2 separate regions of the Arabidopsis thaliana genome follow, and region 1 is linked to region 2. Evidence: chromatin contacts called from public capture Hi-C data. All regions are on one chromosome and are shown on one strand. The core of a region is the stretch at or near the end of the contact, and the rest is flanking DNA. Distances in the headings are between cores, read along the strand shown.

The links. Capture Hi-C pulls out chosen DNA fragments and counts their contacts.
Region 1: a capture Hi-C map of seedling shows a contact between it and region 2, with 1.6 times the contacts expected there. A contact is called at or near these places in 2 of 3 other capture datasets (root and seedling).

Annotation. Positions count from the first base shown.
Region 1 is chr1:25,161,819-25,166,067 of TAIR10.1, reverse strand. AT1G67235 reads left to right here and starts at 2,964. Exons shown (of 1, transcript NM_001334284.1): 1 at 2,964-3,561. The coding sequence starts at 2,964. The coding sequence ends at 3,428. AT1G67250 (Proteasome maturation factor UMP1) reads left to right here and starts at 1,012. Exons shown (of 4, transcript NM_105394.4): 1 at 1,012-1,226; 2 at 1,527-1,627; 3 at 1,923-2,020; 4 at 2,160-2,469. The coding sequence starts at 1,101. The coding sequence ends at 2,260. It also overlaps the pseudogene AT1G67240.
Region 2 is chr1:24,948,206-24,952,104 of TAIR10.1, reverse strand. AT1G08857 (a long non-coding RNA gene) reads left to right here and starts at 2,477. Exons shown (of 2, transcript NR_139511.1): 1 at 2,477-3,039; 2 at 3,140-3,712. AT1G66880 (Protein kinase superfamily protein) reads right to left here. Exons shown (of 9, transcript NM_105359.3): 2 at 2,610-3,219; 3 at 1,259-1,813; 4 at 47-670.

The DNA of each region.
Region 1 (4,249 bases), core at 1,715-4,214, 210 kb before region 2:
AAGCTTACTAAAAGTTACTGAATGTTGAAGAACTGTCACTGCCAGAAGAAAGCATACTAAAGTTTGCAATGCTCGATAGGTGATTGAGAAATATAGTCTGATATGAAGATGTAATTTAACTTTTGCTTCTTATTATTATTTTTTCATTTCATTTTTGTTGTTTATTCTTTCTTTTTCATCTCACTGACCTTAATATCTAGACTTGCCTACACTTGCTTAGGTCGCTGGATTAGTATCTACACTTGTCTAGGTCGTTGGATTAGTTAAGTCCCTATGAATAATCTACAATATATAATTCGTAAATGCCTGGAAACTGATTTACCTTCGAGATTTTGTTGCAAAGTGAAGTAAAATTTATTATATAAAATTTCATTTGTCAGATCCTATGAAATAAACTCGCCGAAATAGCTAATTTTAATATTCACATTACATCTTTTCAACATGCCTTTGTAAGAGTACCTTTGTTTATTTTATTAATCTGACCTTGAGTGGACCCTTCTTCACTGCGTCCAATCTTCAAGGGTGTCTTTGCTTACCATAAATTTACTGATTTACAAAATTAGGTATTGAATATAAACATAAAGAAAAGATTTACCTAAAGGTAAAAGGAAAAACGAATACTTTGAAAATAATTTACAGATTTCAGTTTTAAAATCTGTAAATTCACATCACAGTCATTGTCTTACGTCATTTTTTGTAGTATGAAAATAATTCATAATTATTAATATGTAAAATAACTAATAATGAAATTATAACCAACCAAAAAGCAAATGAATTGCTTATGTATGAAAGAAGATAGTTGAAAAAATGACCAACCAAAAAATTGCTTCTTTATGAAACAAGACATTGTTGAAAAAAAAGTTTTGAACAAAAAAATTCTTAAGAAAATTTAGACAAACAAATCCATCTTTGTAGGCCCAAATACAAAATTAATGGGCCTTAGATTTGGGATTATTTATGTGAGCCCATTATTAAACTTCGTCTCTTACTTTTTTTTTTTCTTTTTTTCTTACTTTGCTTGTCCCGAAAGTCGCAGAGCGAGCTACAAGAAGAAGCGAAACACACCCAGAAGAAGAAGAAGAACAACAACGAAGTAAACAATGGAGTCTGAGAAAAAGATAGCTCATGAGATCGGTGGTGTCAAAAACGACGCTCTTCGATTTGGTCTTCACGGCGTTAAGAGCAACATCATCGGATCTCACCCACTCGAATCGTCATACGAATCTGTAAAACTATCCTCCCCGATTTAGTTTTTCTTTGTTTGTTAGTTTGAAATTGAATCTGTTTGTTCCTTGGTTAACTGAGAAATTAGCTTACGAAAGGAACTTAAGTGTGTTTGATTAGCATTCCTGAATCTCTTCTATCGCCTGATTAGTTGATTACTTTGTTTTGCAATTCGCAAATTTAGGGTTCAATTTGAGTAGAAACTGTTGTTTCAATCTTACTAGGGTTCTAAATTGGGTTAATAATTAGGGTTCTGTTCTTACTCTCTAGATCTTGAATCTCTGTTGATTCATCGGTTTCAGGAAAAGAAATCGAAAGAGGCGTTGAAGAGGACGGTCATTGCGCATGCCTACGGGACTGCACTTCCGTTGAAGATGGATATGGATAGGCAAATTCTCTCAAGGTAAGCTTCTGCTAATACTTCTTTGTACTGGAACACTCAGATTTACATGAAATGTGTGAATCAATGCATTGAGAAGCTATTCTATGTTGCTTAGTAAGATGCACACACTTAATAGGTCCCAATTATGTATAATGGTTGTGTGCATTAGTGGTATCTATTGTGTACTCAAAACTATCTGTGTGTATCATTGAGCTCAGGGTCTAAACTGTTTGCTGTATTATCTGCTGGTTGTTAATAGCACTATGAAAATAAGTTGTATAGTTCTCAATTTTTTCTTTTTCTCTGGAATATTTAGGTTTCAGAGACCTCCTGGACCAATTCCGTCGTCGATGCTCGGTTTAGAAGTCTACACGGGAGCTGTGGATGACTTTGGTTTTGAGGATTACTTGAATGGTAAATGTCTTTTACTCCAATTGCAAGTGTCTCAATGCTAGATTCACTTCTTTAGATCAGTAGAAACCAATTTGATGGTATCTCAGTAATTCAGTATGTATATCGGTTAGCTGAATCTAGTTTTTTTCATCACTTGCAGATCCTCGTGATTCCGAGACATTCAAGCCGGTAGACTTCCACCACGGGATGGAAGTTCGTCTTGGCATCTCAAAGGGACCGATTTACCCAAGTTTCATGTAACCCTTCATGGGTGGTTTTTTTTATCGGTTGTTTTTGGATCATGACTCATCGTGTATGAACTTATTTCAACCTTAGACTTGTATTCTCTCTTGAGTTAAGTTTGAAATCAGATGAAACAATGATGAATATGATTGAACAATCAATTCTAGTATATGTTAAAACTTTGAAAGAATATTGTCAAATGAAGGAATCATCACGTATCCACTCAAGGATTGACACTGTCAGCAGTAATAAGAGAGTCAGATTGGCTAACACAGTTACGTAATTGAACTGAGAGGGATTCACACGTATGAAAGTGAGAAATCGAGAGGGATTCTAAAGGAGAAAAAAGCTTAAAAAATCCTCATTTATTTTTAATTTGGTCGTTTAATATCTGTACTTTTAAAATTGGAAGAAAAATACACAAGTTAATTTCGATTGCCTATAAAAGCACTGATTTTTTAAATGTTGGTAACTTCATGCTCTCGAGTTAACGATTGTTAGTTTTGCTAACAGAACCACTAAATGTGGTTAAAACATAACCACACGTGGTTAATTAGTCCAATTTAAAGACACTGTTGCCCTTTCTCATTCTCCCCAAATCGATTTCAAATTCACAAACCCTAAAAAAATTTCTATCTTTGCTTATTTCTCAAAGATGATGAGCCAAAGTTCATGATCTGATGCAAATTCAATCAGCCGTAGCTGGGGTCCTGTTTGCAGTTGTGGTAGGGCTACGACAATTACTAAGGCTTGGACAAATGAAAATCCTGGTAGAAGATTTGTTAGATGTGGTGTTCATGGCTTCATCAACTGGGCAGATGCAGAGAAGCCATTTGGTTGGCAAAAACAGAGCTTATTGGAGGCTAGAGATGAGATTCGGCAGCTAAGCGAGTGTATAAAGGCTTTGAGGGAACAGAAGGTGAGTGTCTCAGTGTCTGGCTCAAACGACCATTTGAAGAAGTATGAGGAAGAGAATAATAAGCTTGAGGAAGAGAAGAAGAAGCTTGTAGAAGAGAAGAAGAAGCTTGAAGAAGAGAAGAAGAAGCTTGATGAAGAGAAGAAGACACTTGCAATTGAAGTTATGGGTGCTAATGAGAGAGAAAAAATGCTTAGGCAATTGATTGTGTTGTCTTGGGGATGTTTCATTGTTGTCATTGGGATGTGCCTTGGAATGGGAAAGAAGTAGGTCCTAGTTCATTGTCTTGTTCGGGACATAACGTTGTTGATGCTAAGGTTGTTTGTTGTTTTGTTATTGGGGAACCTTTGTTGTTGTAAAACTTTAACTCTTTGTTTCGATAATCAAAATGCTACTTTAATTGATCAAAAGAGCCGTTAGAAATAGTAAGATCCCATCAAAAACAATTCAGGATCTTACCAACCAAAACACATCATCCTACATAGATATCATCCTAGAAAGTAATCCTACAAAGTCATTAAGGACAAAGAGAACATAAGTCATTCCTACTTCTTCTCAGGTCGCCATACATCGAAGACCTTATCAGTTTAAGGGGACATAAAAAAGACAGGAGGTCTTGGAGCTTCATCGGATCCTTTACCACGTCCCTTGCCTTTACTTTTACTTTTGCCTTGACCATTTTTTACTCCTGGAGGACGTCCACGAGCACGACCTGTACCACTTGAAGGAGCTGCTGGAGCACTAGAATGCTGCGGAATTTGAGTCGGTTGACTGAGAGCAATAGGTGGGTTGGACTGACTTTGAGCAACATGTGGGTTGGAATACTGACTTTGAGCAACATTTGGAGCATTTCTCCACCTTCTTGGAGCATTGTTGATGCTCCATGGATCATCATCCTCCTACAACAATTGTGAGGAAGAAGGCTAAGATGGTCGTGTGCTTAAATATGGGCCAAGAGAGAGTCAGAATACGTACCATTGACTTCCTTGGTCTTCCTCTTTTGCGTGGAGGAGCTGATTGCACTGTTGGTTTTTTGCAAGTTCCCTTATTGTGACCTATTTCCTTACAATTGCTACAAGTCACTGTTTTTC
Region 2 (3,899 bases), core at 1,228-3,727:
TTTTTGTAAAGATTGTGGAGATGTAACGGGTTTTGAAGAAACTTACCATCAGGTAGTGGATGGACTTTATTGCATCCTAATGATGAGGCTTCCTTGCAGCAAATCTGTGTTGAATTTTGGAAGCCGCAGGTTCCACCAGAGGATGTACATTTTTGACAAGTTTTCTCATCAACCTTTACCTTCACCTCAAATCCTTCTCTTAAAGCACTTTCCAAATTGGTCACATCCAACTCTTTCTCTTCTGGAACAAAGCTCTTTGGAACGTTAATCGTGAAACTGTCTTGGCAGGAGTTATGGTAATCAGAATTTTGAGACACTGAGACAAGGCCTCTACCAGGACATGTATAACTCGAACGGTAAGAAACCTTAGGGTCGCAGAGGTAGAAAACAGTGAGGCTCTTGTAGGTTGATGAAATCTCAAAGATTTTGGAAGGCAAGGTTGTGGCTGTGTAAGTAGCGTTGCAAAAAGAACCTTCCAGCTCTGCTCTAGCAAGTCTAAGAGTGTTAGATGTTTGATCTATATGGAGAACATTGTAAAAGTGGTCTGAGATGATTATAGAGGCCATGTTGTTATAGCAGTGAAGCTCCAACGATGGATGACCGCAAATTTGAGGACGATTCCCACCGGAGAAAGGGAAACCAGCGGTGATGTTCCCACACTGAAACTTAGCTTCACACCACCCGAGTTCTTGTTTACTTGAAGCAGAAAGAAGAGGGTGGAAAGAGGAGAAGAGGAAAAACAAGAACATACAAGAAGTTGGGAGATAGTACATGATTTGTTGAGAGTTATGAACACTGTCTTTTGTGTTTGGTTTATGTTGAGAGAGCAAAGGAAGTGATTTAAACAAAGAGAGAGAGAAAGAGACTTGAAGAGGAGACTTGTGGTGTCATTTATTAGTTTACTTTGGAAGACTTTTTGTACTTTGTTTTCTCTTTTGTCTAAAGCTAAGATTTTGGAAGACTATATGGATATAGTGCACTTATTAAAGTTGATGGACGGTCCGGTCATATCAAACTCTTGGAAATTAAACAAAAAAGCAATATATAGAGATACATAAATTGATTTAAAACATTGTTAATCAATTAGTGAAATAGATTGGCGACTAAACGCTAAATTAATGCCAAATCGGAAAAAAAATATATCAAACAAGTTATGTTATATATCTTGCATCACCGTCTTTCTAAGCTCACTAATAAGTTATGTCTAATACGTCAAAGAAAATTGATAGGAAATGATAGTGATGGATAAGAAACTTACCAGTTGGTGAATGGTGTGGTTTGCATTTGACTTCGAATGGAAAGTTTTCATCGAAGCCACAGGATTCATTAGAGTATGAACATGCTTGACAAGCTTTCATGATGACATTCATGTTCACCTCAAAGCCCTTTTCCAAAACACTTTCCAAATTGGCTATATTCAATTTTTTCTCTTTCGTGACGAAACTCGTGGGAACGTTTGCGGCAAAATTGGGAAAGCAGGTTTCGTGATCTTCAGGGTTTCCAGACACTGAGATTGGACCTATAACAGGACATGTATAATTCGAAAGGTCAGGAAGAACCGGGTAACAGTGGTAGAATGTGACGCTCTTGTAGGCCGGAGAAAGTTCGAAAATTTCTGGTGGTAAGGTTGTGTTGGTGAATGTAAGGGAGCAAAAGGAATGTAAAAGGTCTGGTCTGGCGAGTGTAAGACTGTAAGATGTTTGATCGACATGGAGAACAAAGAACTCTTGGTCTGAGATGAATAAAGAGGTACTCTTGTTTTGGTCGCAGCGAAGCTCTAGCAATGGATGACCGCAATGTTTGTGACGATCCCCTCCCCAGAAAGGAAAACTGGCGGTGATGTTCCCACACTGAAACAGACTCTCACACTTACTTGATTCACAAGGAAGATGGTAGAATAAGGAGAAGAGGATGAAGAACATCAAACTAGAACTGAGGGGATAGTACATGATTTGTTTGAGATCTATGAACAACGTGTTTTATGTTTTTGGTTTGTGTTGAGAAGAAATAAGAGGAATTGATTTAAACAAAGAGATATAAAGAGAGAGCGATAAGCATAAATGAGGTGGAAACGGCAACGGGCCTGAGGACTAAGTCAAGTGAGGATTGTGACACAAACAAAGACTAATTTGGGATGTCAGTATTAGTTTACTTTGACAAGACTTTTTGTTCCTTGTTTTTTCATTCCTTCTCCCTAAGCTAAAAATTGAAAAACTCTTATTTAGTACATGAATCATGCTGCGCATTTGAGGATATTGCGGGAACATGATATAGACTATAGAGCATGAAAAATGTCTTAAACAGTGGTGGATTCTCAGAAATCAATTTTATCAAAATATAAATAAGTTCTATATAATAGAAGGTAAAAATTCCTAAATATAAATTGTGAGAAAATTTGGAGGTTCAAACACTAAATTTTTCATTTAAAAATTTAGCATATATTATATATATGTTAAAAACATGGCTTACTATAGTTGTTTGATATGTCTAAGTAAAGTGTTAAACAAAAAAAAAGGTATTCAGAATGAGAAAGATTCAATAAATATCTCGAGTTGTTCAAGAAAATGGATATTAAATGATTGCGAATCTGTGATGCATACGAAACTTACCAGGTTGTGGCGGTGGTTGTGTTGTTGGATTGAGTGGACTGCATTTACCTCCCACTGGCAAGGTTTCATTAAAGCCACAACTTCCATGAGAGGATAAACATTCTTGACATGATGTATCATCGATCTTCACTTTTACTTCAAATCCTTTACTTAAAACACTTTCCAAATTGGTCATATTCAACTCTTTCTCTCCTGCACCAAAACGTGTAGGAACAATCACGGTGAAAGTGTCACCGCAGATTTTATGATATTCATGGTTTTCAGACACAAAGATAAAACCTCTCATAGGACATTTATAACTCGAAACGTAATGAGTCAATAAGAAGCAGTAGTAGAAAACGGTGAGCCTCTTGTAAGTTGGAGAAAGCTCGAAAATATTTGGAGGCAAGGTTATGGTAGTGAAAGTAGAGTTGCAAATTGAACCTAAAAGGTCTGTTCTAGCAAGTTTAAGTGTTTTAGACGTTTGATTTAGATGTAAAACATAGAACTCTTGACTTGAGATGAATAAAGAGGTGATGTTTTTGCTGCAGTGAAGCTCCAGCGATGGAAGACCGCAATGTTTTAGACGATTCCCTCCCCAGAAGGGGAAACCAGCGGTGATATTCCCACACTGAAACTGAGTCTCACATAATCGAAGTTCTTGTATACTTGAAGAACAAGCAAGAGAAATTAAAGAAAAGAGGAAGAACAGGACAAAACATAAAGTGGGGTAGTAGTAGTACATGTTGTTTGAGATATGAACAAAGTGTCTTCTGGGTTTAGTTTATGTTGAAAAGAGCAGAGGAAATGAATTAAACAAAAAAAAGAGATAAGCATACAAGTTGAGGTTGAAAGGTGAAGGGCTTGAGGACTAAGTCAAGTGAGGATAGTGACAGAAGCGAAGACTTGGGATGTCAGTATTAGTTTACTTCGAAAAGATTTTTGTTTTTGTTTTGTTTTGTTTTTTCTTCTTCCTCAAAGCTTAAAAAATTGAAAAATATTTCCTAATATTTTGAAATTTCTCTATTTAAGGAAATTTCCGAAACATTACGGTGTTTTGTAACACTTTTAGAGCCTGATCAGGTTTCGAACTGTTGGGTACTTGGGTACAATCATGAATCAAGGTGCAGTCATTTGAATTGATGGACGATATATATGAGCCTCTTAGATCATTTCCATTGGCAGTATCTCATAAAAGTTTTTCACAATTAAAAAAATAAAAATAATAAAAATGAAGGAGAGAGTGTAGAAAGTTTCTCACTTGAAAAACTCTGAGATACTCTATACAACCCATCATGACAATTCTCATCT